Linked DNA regions of Capsicum annuum: region 2 is linked to region 1. The links are chromatin contacts, called in public Hi-C maps. All regions are on one chromosome and are shown on one strand. The core of a region is the stretch at or near the end of the contact, and the rest is flanking DNA. Distances in the headings are between cores, read along the strand shown.

Region 1 (5,251 bases), core at 2,039-4,538:
AAAAGAAAAATAACTAAATTTAAAACTATAAATTAACTCATCATCCTGAACTACGTTATAACTTGATCCCCCCGAGGTACGTAGGCAACTTAGAGTATTTTTACTCTAAGTCATATAAGTTAAAAAAAAAAAGTGCATATCATTATTTGAGCATGGCAACAACACTTTGAATTGACTAGATATCACATGAAGATAGACGTTCCTTCACTAAGTTTACCACGGACGTGTAAAGGTGAAGAGACTAGCAAGGCAAAGCACATTTTGACAATATATCTATATAAATCCATATAAGTGTTCACCATCATTTTTACATATGTGGTAGATCTCAAAAACTTCTACGAAATAAAAAAGATGGCTCATGATTCAAAAGCTCTTATGTCAAGCTATAAATTTTCTATCATAGCCATTTAACGTTACAAAATAGGCCATCAGATTTTGAACTAAGCTGACTTTGATGATGTATCTGTATAAATTCGTAAAGGCGTTGAGTGTGGTTTTTATGTATGTTGTAGATCTACGATTTACTTCCCAAAAAAAGGGCACCTGATTCTGATACTCTTAAGTCGAGATAAAGAATTTATCGTGACGTTGCACAATGCTGATACAAGTAGCAAACCAAGATTAGAAGATCAATTTTGGGGCAATATCTGGGTTGATTTAGGTGCAACCTGATTTTGATTCCTACATGAGACATAGCTCTATGAGTGTAGTTTTCAATGCAAGAAACTATGCCTAAATTTTGATACTCTTATGTCGAGATATAGAATTTTATCGTGACACTGTGCAAAGCTAATAAAACTAGCGAACTAAGATTAGAAGATCGGTTTTGGGTAAATATCTGGGATGATTTGGGTTCAATCTGATTGTAATTCCCATGAGATATGTAGCTCTATGAGTCTAGTTTCCAAATCACCAAAAACGACTTCTGATTATGATGTTCCCAAGTCAAGATATGAGAATTTTCGTGAGGCTGCACAAAACAAACAAAAAATGACGAAACAAAACTGATAGTCTGATTTCAGAAGGATACCTGGATAGATCTGGAAAGAAGATGAGTATTTTTTTATACAAGTACGACCACGAAGATGGACGTATGTGAGAATATAATGAACCCAGGGCTTGGAGTGAGCGAGTGAAGAACTTAAAACACACCAAACCGACCCTAATCTCACACCTGAAGTGTAAATAGGAGCCTTGGAACATAAGAAGGCAGCCCCTAAATACACTTGAAGGGAGCCTAGCTCATAAAATGGCATTTTGGACATTTTGTATTTTATTTGTAACCTAGTATAAATAAAACATTGTAGGGCTTTTAGACTTAGATTATTCATGATGTTGTAAGTCTTGAAACACAAAGAAACATAAGTCTTCTCTCCTTAAGGAACCAAAACCAAAATTAGGTATAGAGAGTGTGGAATCACTCTTGTTGATCTCATGGCTTAGAAACGTGATGCTTGGGAGGTAGATTCCGACTTGTGTCTTAGTAAGAGATAGGTGAACGTTGTGTGTAGTATTAAGGGTACAAGAGTGGAATATGCTCTTGGGTTCTTAGGATTATATCTTTATTAAGTCTATCTAACTATCCCTTTACTTTTATTGTAATCTTTTAGTAGTTTGTGTTGTTGTATTTTTGCTGTTTTAGTGTATTTACACCTTCAATATCTTGTTGTTATTGTGTTTTTATTGTTGTTGTAGTGAATCCGAGAGTGGTCACCAAAGGGGTCCTCTGTTCTTCAAACTTGTGGACTGATTTGGTGTTTGTTTCATGTTTCCCTCGTGTTTGTCCTCGGTTCTTCACAAGGGAAACACGAAACAAACACCAAATCATTCCACAAGTTTGAAGAACCGAGGACCCCTTTGGTGACCACTCTCTGATTCACTACAACAATAATAAAAACACAATAACAACAAGATATTGAAGGTAAAAATATACTAAAACAGCAACAATATGGGGAGATAGACAACAATAACAAGATAGGAACAACACACGATTTTACTAACAAGAGATAAAAACGGTTACAAGAACACAAACTACTATAAGATTACAATAAAAGTAAAGGGATAGTTAGATAGACTTAATGAAGGTATAATCTTAAGAACCCAAGAGCATATTCCACTCTTAGACCCGTAACATTACACACAACGTTCACCTATTTCTTACAAAGACATAAGGTCGTAATCCACCTCCTAAGCATCACGTTTCCAAGCCATGAGATCAACAAGAGTGATCCCACACTCTCTATGCCTAATTTTGGTTTTGGTGCCTCAAAGGAAAGAGGACTTGTGTTTCTTTGTGTTTCAAGACTTACAACATTATGAATAATCTAAGTTTAAAAGCCCTACAATGTTTTATTTATACTAGGTTACAAATAAAATACAAAATGCCCTTTTAAGAGCTAGGCTCCCTTCAAGTGTATTTAGGGGCTGCCTTCTTGTGTTCCAAGGCTTCTCTTTACATTCCAAGTGTGAGATTAGGGTCAGTTTGGTGTGTTTTAAGTCCTTCACTCGCACACTCCAAGCCCAGGTTCATTACATTCTCACATGCGTCCATCTTCGTGGTCGTACTTGTATCAGTTTTTGCATGGATCGTATCCTCACGAGTCTATTTTCCAACACTATAAGCCGTTCATGATTTAGAAACCCCCACGATACGTTATGAATTTTCTCCCACAGATGCCCCAAGCTGCCTGAAAACTCAATTGTGAAAGAGATTAAAATTGAGGAGAAGAACGCGAGTTGTATTACGGTCAACGAATAAGATCTTGACACGTGTCCCGTCGTTAGGGTCAAGGGTATATACGACCCAAATTATTAACGACAAGGGTATAGTTGTATCCAAAATATAATAAGGATATATGTATGTACCATTTATTATAGTTCAGGGATATATTTGTACCTTTTTCATATATTTAATGTGAATTCCTTTCTCCTCCACAACGCCCACCGTTAGAACCTTTCTTAGTCTCTTTTATCCTGCATATTGCATAGGATATGCAAGTTTTACAGGAGATAAGCGCTAACTCACTAGAGGAAATTAATATGCTTGATCATCATTTAGACTTTAATAGTAGCTTGGCGTCTTCTTGTAGGGATCTTCTCTTCAGCCTGGGGAACCCTCAGATACAGCATGAGCCAAGATATTTCAACAAAGTAGTAGATAAGCTAGCCAAGAGGGTCAAAAGCTGACGTTAAATAACCTTTTGGTGGTGTGGATAATTTCGTCGGTGTTTATTAGAAAGTTGCTAAATGCATATAACAGTGAAACTTCTTTTTTTGGGTCTGTTGTGCCGAGATTTCAATATGACTGTATAACTAGTAATAGGCCAATATTGACTCCTAATGACCCTAAGGCCACTTCTATTGTATGATGCATAGCAGTAATGAATAAACTCCTCTTTTGTAAAAAAAAAAAAAAAAGGACCATCTTATTTAATAGTCTTTTTTTATGAGAAATAGGTTATTTAACCTATTTTTACTTACAACAATAAATTTAAGTAATAAAGAAATAGACATTACGGAAAATAATGAAATTAGAAAAATTAGTAAAAAAAAGAAAAAGAGAGGCACTTGATATCAGTTAGGAGTTGGTTGAGCAAGTAGGGATGGAGTTGGCAAACAAAGTGGGAGACGCAGTGAGCAAAGCGCTAAACAGCAACAAAGTGTTGAACGTGGTGTTATTGGGTGCATTTGGGCTGCTATGTGCCAGATCAGTGCAGCAACAAAGGAACATGGAAGTTCTCGAGGCAGAAAAGGAATCATTGCTCAATTCTAATAAAGCAATGAAGACAACCATGTGGGATTGGAAAAAACAGCTTTTTGCCGAAGCTGCTTTACCCAACCCCCTTATTCCACCCTCCAAGCTTAAATCCATCTATGGAGAAGTCCAAACTGCCACATCTTTTTCTGGTAATGTCTTTTCTCTTTTGTTTGAATTATAACATTTGCGCACTCTGGTAATTGCACAAATTTGCTGTGTTGAAAATGATTTTGTGGTTTAGTATCTGCTGAAATAAATGTATAGTGGTTGGGTTTAGTCTGTCGTTAGGGTTTTAACCCTCCGACTTTTGCTGTGTTAACGTGCTAGATAAATCAAAAACAACAACAAGAACGACATACCCAGTCTAATCCCATTATGGGGTCTTTGTTAAGTCCTTAGTTTTGATGTTTGACAAATTATATGTTGGGACCTATTTTCTAGAGATTATGTGATGACAAAGCTGTACCACTTAGGGAACAGGTTGGGCTTACTTGTCACTATCACAATCAACTGTCACAGCTGACGCAAAGTACAAAAGTTGGTGAAAAAACTACTGTCGCCTTTTTGTCTCACCCAATGGGATCTCTACTAGGTTTTTTTGTGTCATACCATATATTGCTCATTTTTTTCAACAAGAAAACCATTGCTTCCATATTTTTACAATTAAATATCTCTCTGAAGTTGAAATCAAAGACTCCATTTTACAACAGGGAACTGATAGTTCATCAAGTCACATTTTATTTCCTTGTTGTATTTGAGTCTTTGTAATGTGCTCTTAAATGTTTGCTTACTGTTGCTTATGATTGTTTGTAGGTGTTGTGGTGTAAACTAGTTTTCTTTATAATCGTCTAGAGTTGGGTGATTCTTAAGCTAGAGTTAGCTTGGTGTATCCAGTTAGAGTTAGCTGGAGGTTGAAGCAGTAGAGTTACTGCTTGTATTTTCCTTGTAATAGATTTATTTCTAGGAGATTAAGGATTAAGAGTTTAATCCCGACGTTTGGAGTCTCTATCCAAGAAGTTGCTTGGATATAGTGGAGCTTAGAAATCATGGAGGTAAGTCGTGGTTTTTCTCCCATAAGTAAGGAGTTTCCACATAAAACTCTTGCATATGCTATTTACTTTCTCTATGCACTTAATAGTTTTTGCCTTCTCCTAGTTTTTGTTGCTTGAGTTCATTTGGGAACAGGTCCCAGAGTTAAGGAGCATTCCACTGCAGCTCTTCATTTGGTATGTATCAGAGCATGTCTTCCATAAAAAGGGTAACACCTTGGAAGGATTTTTAGAAATGACTGCTCCTTCAAATCTAGAAAAAGACCCCCCAATCACTAGACCCCTAAGATTCAGTGGTGAATATTATGGGTGGTGGAAGACAAGAATGCATGACTTCATCATGATTGAAGATTCAGAGCTATGGGATGTCATTGAGGATGGTGCTTCTGTTCCTACAAGGGCAGTAAAAGTTGGTGATGTGACCTCTCAGGTTTTAAAGACCAAG
Region 2 (5,251 bases), core at 1,656-4,155, 780 kb after region 1:
TCCTTACATTGTAATCTGTGCATTATTAATCCTACATTACTAATTCATGCATAACTTGTTTTTTTTTTTTTTTTGAGTCTGAATTCATGCATAACTTGTCTCCAAACTAAACGGCGCTTAAAAGGTTTTGGGACAAGTAGAATTAACTAAATAGAAAAGATACACTGCAAGTTTAACCCCAAAATAAATTAGAGAGTTGATCAGATGACACAGGATTTTTAGATGCCTAGACTCAATTACTTACGGGATAATGGTATGTTATATAAAGATGTAACACATAAAATTAAAGATTGGATGGTTGAAATGGAATTTTATGAGAATTTTTATGCGACAGGAAATCACCTGACAAAGTGAAAGGTAATTTCTACAGCCCTGCCTTGAGATCCGTATTATGGAGTAAGACAAGTATTATGGGAATGGAGATGTTAAGAGTAGTTCAGGTAGAGGATAAAACATGATAAGGTTGCCTAAGTTGGTTCAATCATGCTTATGGTTTTTTTTCAAATGCACCTGTCGATAGATTTGGCATTGTGATGATCCTAGTATCTAGAACAGGCCGAGGTAAACTTAAATCAAATGGAAGAAGTTGTTTACGGATGTCTAATAAGGCCAACTGGTGGACGTTAACGCTTGGTTTATTGTTATACTACAAGAAATTTTTTGCTTGTTTTTTTTGGTCTTATAGATACTTGTAAGACAGTGTAGCTATAAGGGTGAATTTAAGAGAATTTCTAGTTGTTACAAAAATCATAATTTCCCTTAATGGAAAAGTTTAGTGTTAAAATGATTAAGACAAGAATTGAGCAGGATCGATGGATATGGAGGCTTCATATAGCAAACCTCAATTAGTTTGGAATTGAGGCATATTTGGTGCATCTTTTGTCGTATACATTGACCAGTGAGTATTAAGAGAACCTTGTATCTTCTTGCTGGAAATGTCTTACTTTAGTCCATATACAGAATGCTGGTTCTCTACCGTCTCATTTAATCATGGTGTTCTTCTCTGTTGACTAGGAAGCTGTTTGGATTGGCTTATTTTAAGTGCTTTTAAGCCAAAATAGCTATTGTGCACTTCTATAGTGTTTGGGTAAAATAAAGAAGTGCTTATAAGCCCTTGGTTTTAGCCAAAATAATAAAAATAAACCAAAAGCCATAAGTTAGTATTTCCAACTTATGGTTCATCCAAACGGGTTCTAAACAGATATGTAGTGGTCTAAAACATCTGGTGCATTCTACCTTAAAGAATGAAGAAAAAAGTTATACTTTTCAGTGCTATGAGATATTTAGCCTTTTCAGTGCTATGAGATATTTAGTGTGGTTATGTTTACAATACTGTGCAAGGTGAGTGCTCTCTTTTCCCAACCAAAAATCTCACTCAGTTGCATATTTTTGGAAGCTTAATTATATGCCAGTGCCATAGTTAACAATTAACTTGTCATTAACAACTTTAACATTTCACTACGTCCTTAATAAAACTTAAAATGGATGTAAGAGAATATTCTGGAATTTTTAATTTACCATAGTTAGGGTTGATGAATGTTTCTTATTACAAGTTGTATTGAGGAAGTTACTGAAGAATTAAGGTTTACACTAGGGATTTGTTTCTTATGTTAGAATTATTGTAATTTATTTGGAAGTTGTTAAACCTGAGATATTTGTTCAACCAATAATGCATTGTTTGCAATATATATCCTTCCCATTGTTAAGAATGTGTTATGAGGTACTTTAGAATTTCATCAAATTGGTGATTTGTCTTTTAATTATTTCGTTCCGGCGGTCAAGACTTGGAGTAGTTAGTAAAGTTGCTACCATGTGACCAGGAGTTTACGGATTCAAGCCTTGGAAACAACCTCTTGCAAAAATGCAAGTTAAGGCTGCGTATGCCGTACAATAGACCCTTGTGGTTGCCTGGTCGGGTCTTTACTTGGACCCTGTGCATAGCGGGAGCTTTAGTGCTGACCGTTTTAGCCGTCAAGACTAGTTGTGTCTAGTAAGGCTAGAGAATAGGAAAAAGAAAAAACTACTATGATAAATCTTAAATAATCACAATTGTGACAACCCTTGTACGAACTTTTAAGTTCTCGATTAATTTCGTGCAGTTATTTTTTCCATTTATATAACAATGTTTATGGCAAGTTACAAAATGTTGAGGTATTAATCTTCATCATTGAATCTATTGTGCAGGAGGTACTTCCTAGATTATCTCCTCGTATTGGTGTTGAGGCCATCCACAAGAAGATTGCAGCCGCATTGACTAAATGAACTTTCTCTCTACAGCAAATTTGAAGCGAGTCTTTGCTGATGTCGTTAGAGTGATAATATGGAGAACTGTCTTCTTCTTCCTCTCCCTTTTTCATGGAAAGCTGTGCATCTTGCAATCGTAACACCACCCTTTGAGACTATGGTGGACATAATATAGTTTTACTGTGTAACACGCCATAAGATACTACGAACTATGAAAATACCAATGAGTAAAACTAGATATTTATACATTTTAGCGGTAATGAATTTGTATGGTACTAAATAGAAAGCTTGTCGTTTTAGCTCCATTCTTGGCACGAGGCTGGATTGATCTTATCACTAATAGTCGTGCATCTGCTTGAAATTTTGATTTGAAAGGAAGGTGATGGGCAAAGATTTTTCTTTTAAATTCAGTTTGGCAGAAGACCCATTGTACTGGTTCGGATTCATATTTTGTCCGACAAGTGCAGGGCAATAGTTGAGCTGATTTGGCAGCTATCCAAATCTTACTAAAAAAATCCGGAGCATGAGTCATAAAAGGATGGTGTTTACGAATAATTCCAATAACTTTGGAGCCATTTACTAAAAGTCTTACCCTTTGGTGGTGTTTGAACATACACACGAGTAGAAGTCTGTTGGACACTGTAAATGATTTTGTGAAATGTACAATCTTTGGCAGATATCCTTAGATCCAAGCTTGGGTAAATTTCCCTCGTGATTACCTCAGATTGCTGGTCGGAAGACACAAGACTTTTGCAAGATTTGGTTTAGAGTTCCTGCATGCATTCTGGGGATATAGGACGGGGAAGATGTTTCATGGTGCAACTGAGCCTACACAATATGCTGAAGTCCTCGTGTTCAATAGATTTTTTTCTGTGCAACTTAAAACAATTACATGCCTTTAGCTATATTTGTTCGCACTTAATGAACTCAATCTATTTTGCATTTCTTTTTTCTTTTTTCCGTATTTGGGATGCCATCGCTTGTTGGGTCTTAACCTGATTCTCCAGAGCTATATGACGGAAGTCTTAAAAGCATCCAGATTTCAAGACACCCTTTTTAAAATTATTAATTTCTTTAGTGAACACTTTAAATAGACTGGCGCTTTCTTTCCTACTAAATATCGACGGGTCAGTGCTAGCACGAGTTCAATATGTATTATTTTTGTCTCAAATTATATGATATAAATAAAATTTAGATAATCAATCTTATTTTTAATATATTTTTAGATATTTTAAATTGTTAACTACTGTAATTTATAATACTTTTTATGTAATTTTCAAATGATATATGTTATTCTCTTGTTTAAACTTTTGTGGCATTGATAGTCAATTACATTTTAAAAATAATTTAAGTTTTTAATTATTGTGATTTATAATATTTTTTTATATTCTACTAATTAGAAGTGACATAGTAAAATTATTATAAAAAATGCTTGTGAAAAAAATTTAAGTGGACTCATATAAGATGTCAAGTTAATTTATTTTTTTATGTCGATTTTTTTAATTAAATATTATTAATTTTTTAATAGTTAGATAACTTACGATAAGTAAAATCGCGATTAAAGTAGCTGAAATAGTCATGTTATAAATGTCTATTTTACCTTTTTAATTAAATATTATTAATTTTTTAATACGTAAATAATTTATAATAGTTAGGGTAATATAATAAAATCACTTTTTTACTTTTTAAATTAAATATCATTAATTTTTAATAGATAAATAATTTATAATAATTAATTATAATAAAATCAGTATTAAAACCATTAAAGCAGACACGAATTGCCGCTTCATTGTCACTTATTGTATACACAACTTTTAAAATCTGATTTCTTCCGCAACCCTTACACTAGTGAGGTTGATTTCTTCCACGACCTTTATACTTCTAAGCCATTAAAGATGAGAATTCCATCAATAGATACTTTGGGTCTGATAAAGAATACCATGGATGAAAATCAGGGCAAATTGTGATTCTTTTACCTTTAATGATTTTAGCTCTTTTATTTTTACCATTTATGCTCTTATCATGACAAATGCTGATGAGATATTTTTTATTCTTTTTCGTTTTTGAAATTCTGGTGGGTCTGAGATCACAATCATATAAGCGGGGGAGATGAGGAAGAAAGGGACGAGTCAGAGGAAGGGAGGCCTCTATCGATACACTCCTTTGATGCAGTTTTTGAATCAAATTTTTGCTTGAATATACATATTATTTATAGTTTTGAATTTGGATATATTAATTCGTTGATGTAATATTTAATTACTATAATTTTAAAAACTTTATATTTTATAATTTGCTCACTGTACATTCATATCTCAAGAAAGCAAACAATCTTAATTTTTCAGTGTTTAGATTTAGATACATCTTAATATCCAACGTGCATTCAAATTCAACAAGTTTAATCTTAATAAGAAACAAATGAGACCTTAATAGATATGGTTAGTTCCTTGTTAATTGGGACTAGAACCTTTGAGACTCCCTTATAGCTGTCTCAATTAATACTAATATTTATTTGCTCACCTAAAAGTAGAAGAATGATGGTACATTTAGATTGCACTTGTCCCGTAAACATAGGGCACTACTAGACCTAGTTTCTCTTACAGAAGATAGATATCCAACCTTTTCGTTCACTGTAGATTACAGAGTCTAGTCCATTGCAGAAACAATAAAATGACTACAAGTGAAAGAAGAAATGATCAAGATGGTATGACGGAAGGAAAAACTTTGTGGTTGATCTAATCTGTAAGCTACTGAAGTATGGTGAGAGGGAAGAATTTGTCAAATCTAAATGAGCTTTTTCTTGCGAAAGAAGTACTTCAGATAGAATATTTGCAGCACTGCAGCTACTAAGCATATACCCAGGGACATTACACTTAACCATGCCACTCTAGCATTGGTTTTCTCACTAACTTCCCTCATTTCTGCTTCCCTGCACGCGAGACACAAGAAAAAATCATGTTAATTTGAAGTAGTAGAAAACAGAAGAATAAAGCATCAATCGGTCACATCA

The links. Hi-C and Micro-C count contacts between places; a contact is called where the count stands out from the background.
Region 2: a Hi-C map of bud shows a contact between it and region 1, with 4 times the contacts expected there. The contact joins the enhancer-like site here to the promoter of LOC107868064 in region 1. A contact is called at or near these places in 2 of 5 Hi-C or Micro-C datasets (bud and leaf).

Annotation. Positions count from the first base shown.
Region 1 is chr4:59,997,847-60,003,097 of UCD10Xv1.1, forward strand. LOC107868064 reads left to right here and starts at 3,289. Exons shown (of 4, transcript XR_007054944.1): 1 at 3,289-3,906.
Region 2 is chr4:60,778,831-60,784,081 of UCD10Xv1.1, forward strand. LOC107868067 reads left to right here. Exons shown (of 3, transcript XM_016714634.2): 3 at 2,185-2,549. The coding sequence ends at 2,262. LOC107868068 (transmembrane emp24 domain-containing protein p24delta3) reads right to left here. Exons shown (of 4, transcript XM_016714635.2): 4 at 4,769-5,170. The coding sequence ends at 5,026. Among protein-coding and RNA genes, the nearest start is that of LOC107868067, 10 kb to the left of the region's middle. Within about 2 kb of position 2,906, at least 4 of the 5 cell types and tissues checked have an H3K27ac peak or open chromatin away from gene starts, as enhancers often do. A contact at or near this core is called in bud and leaf, where this site is marked.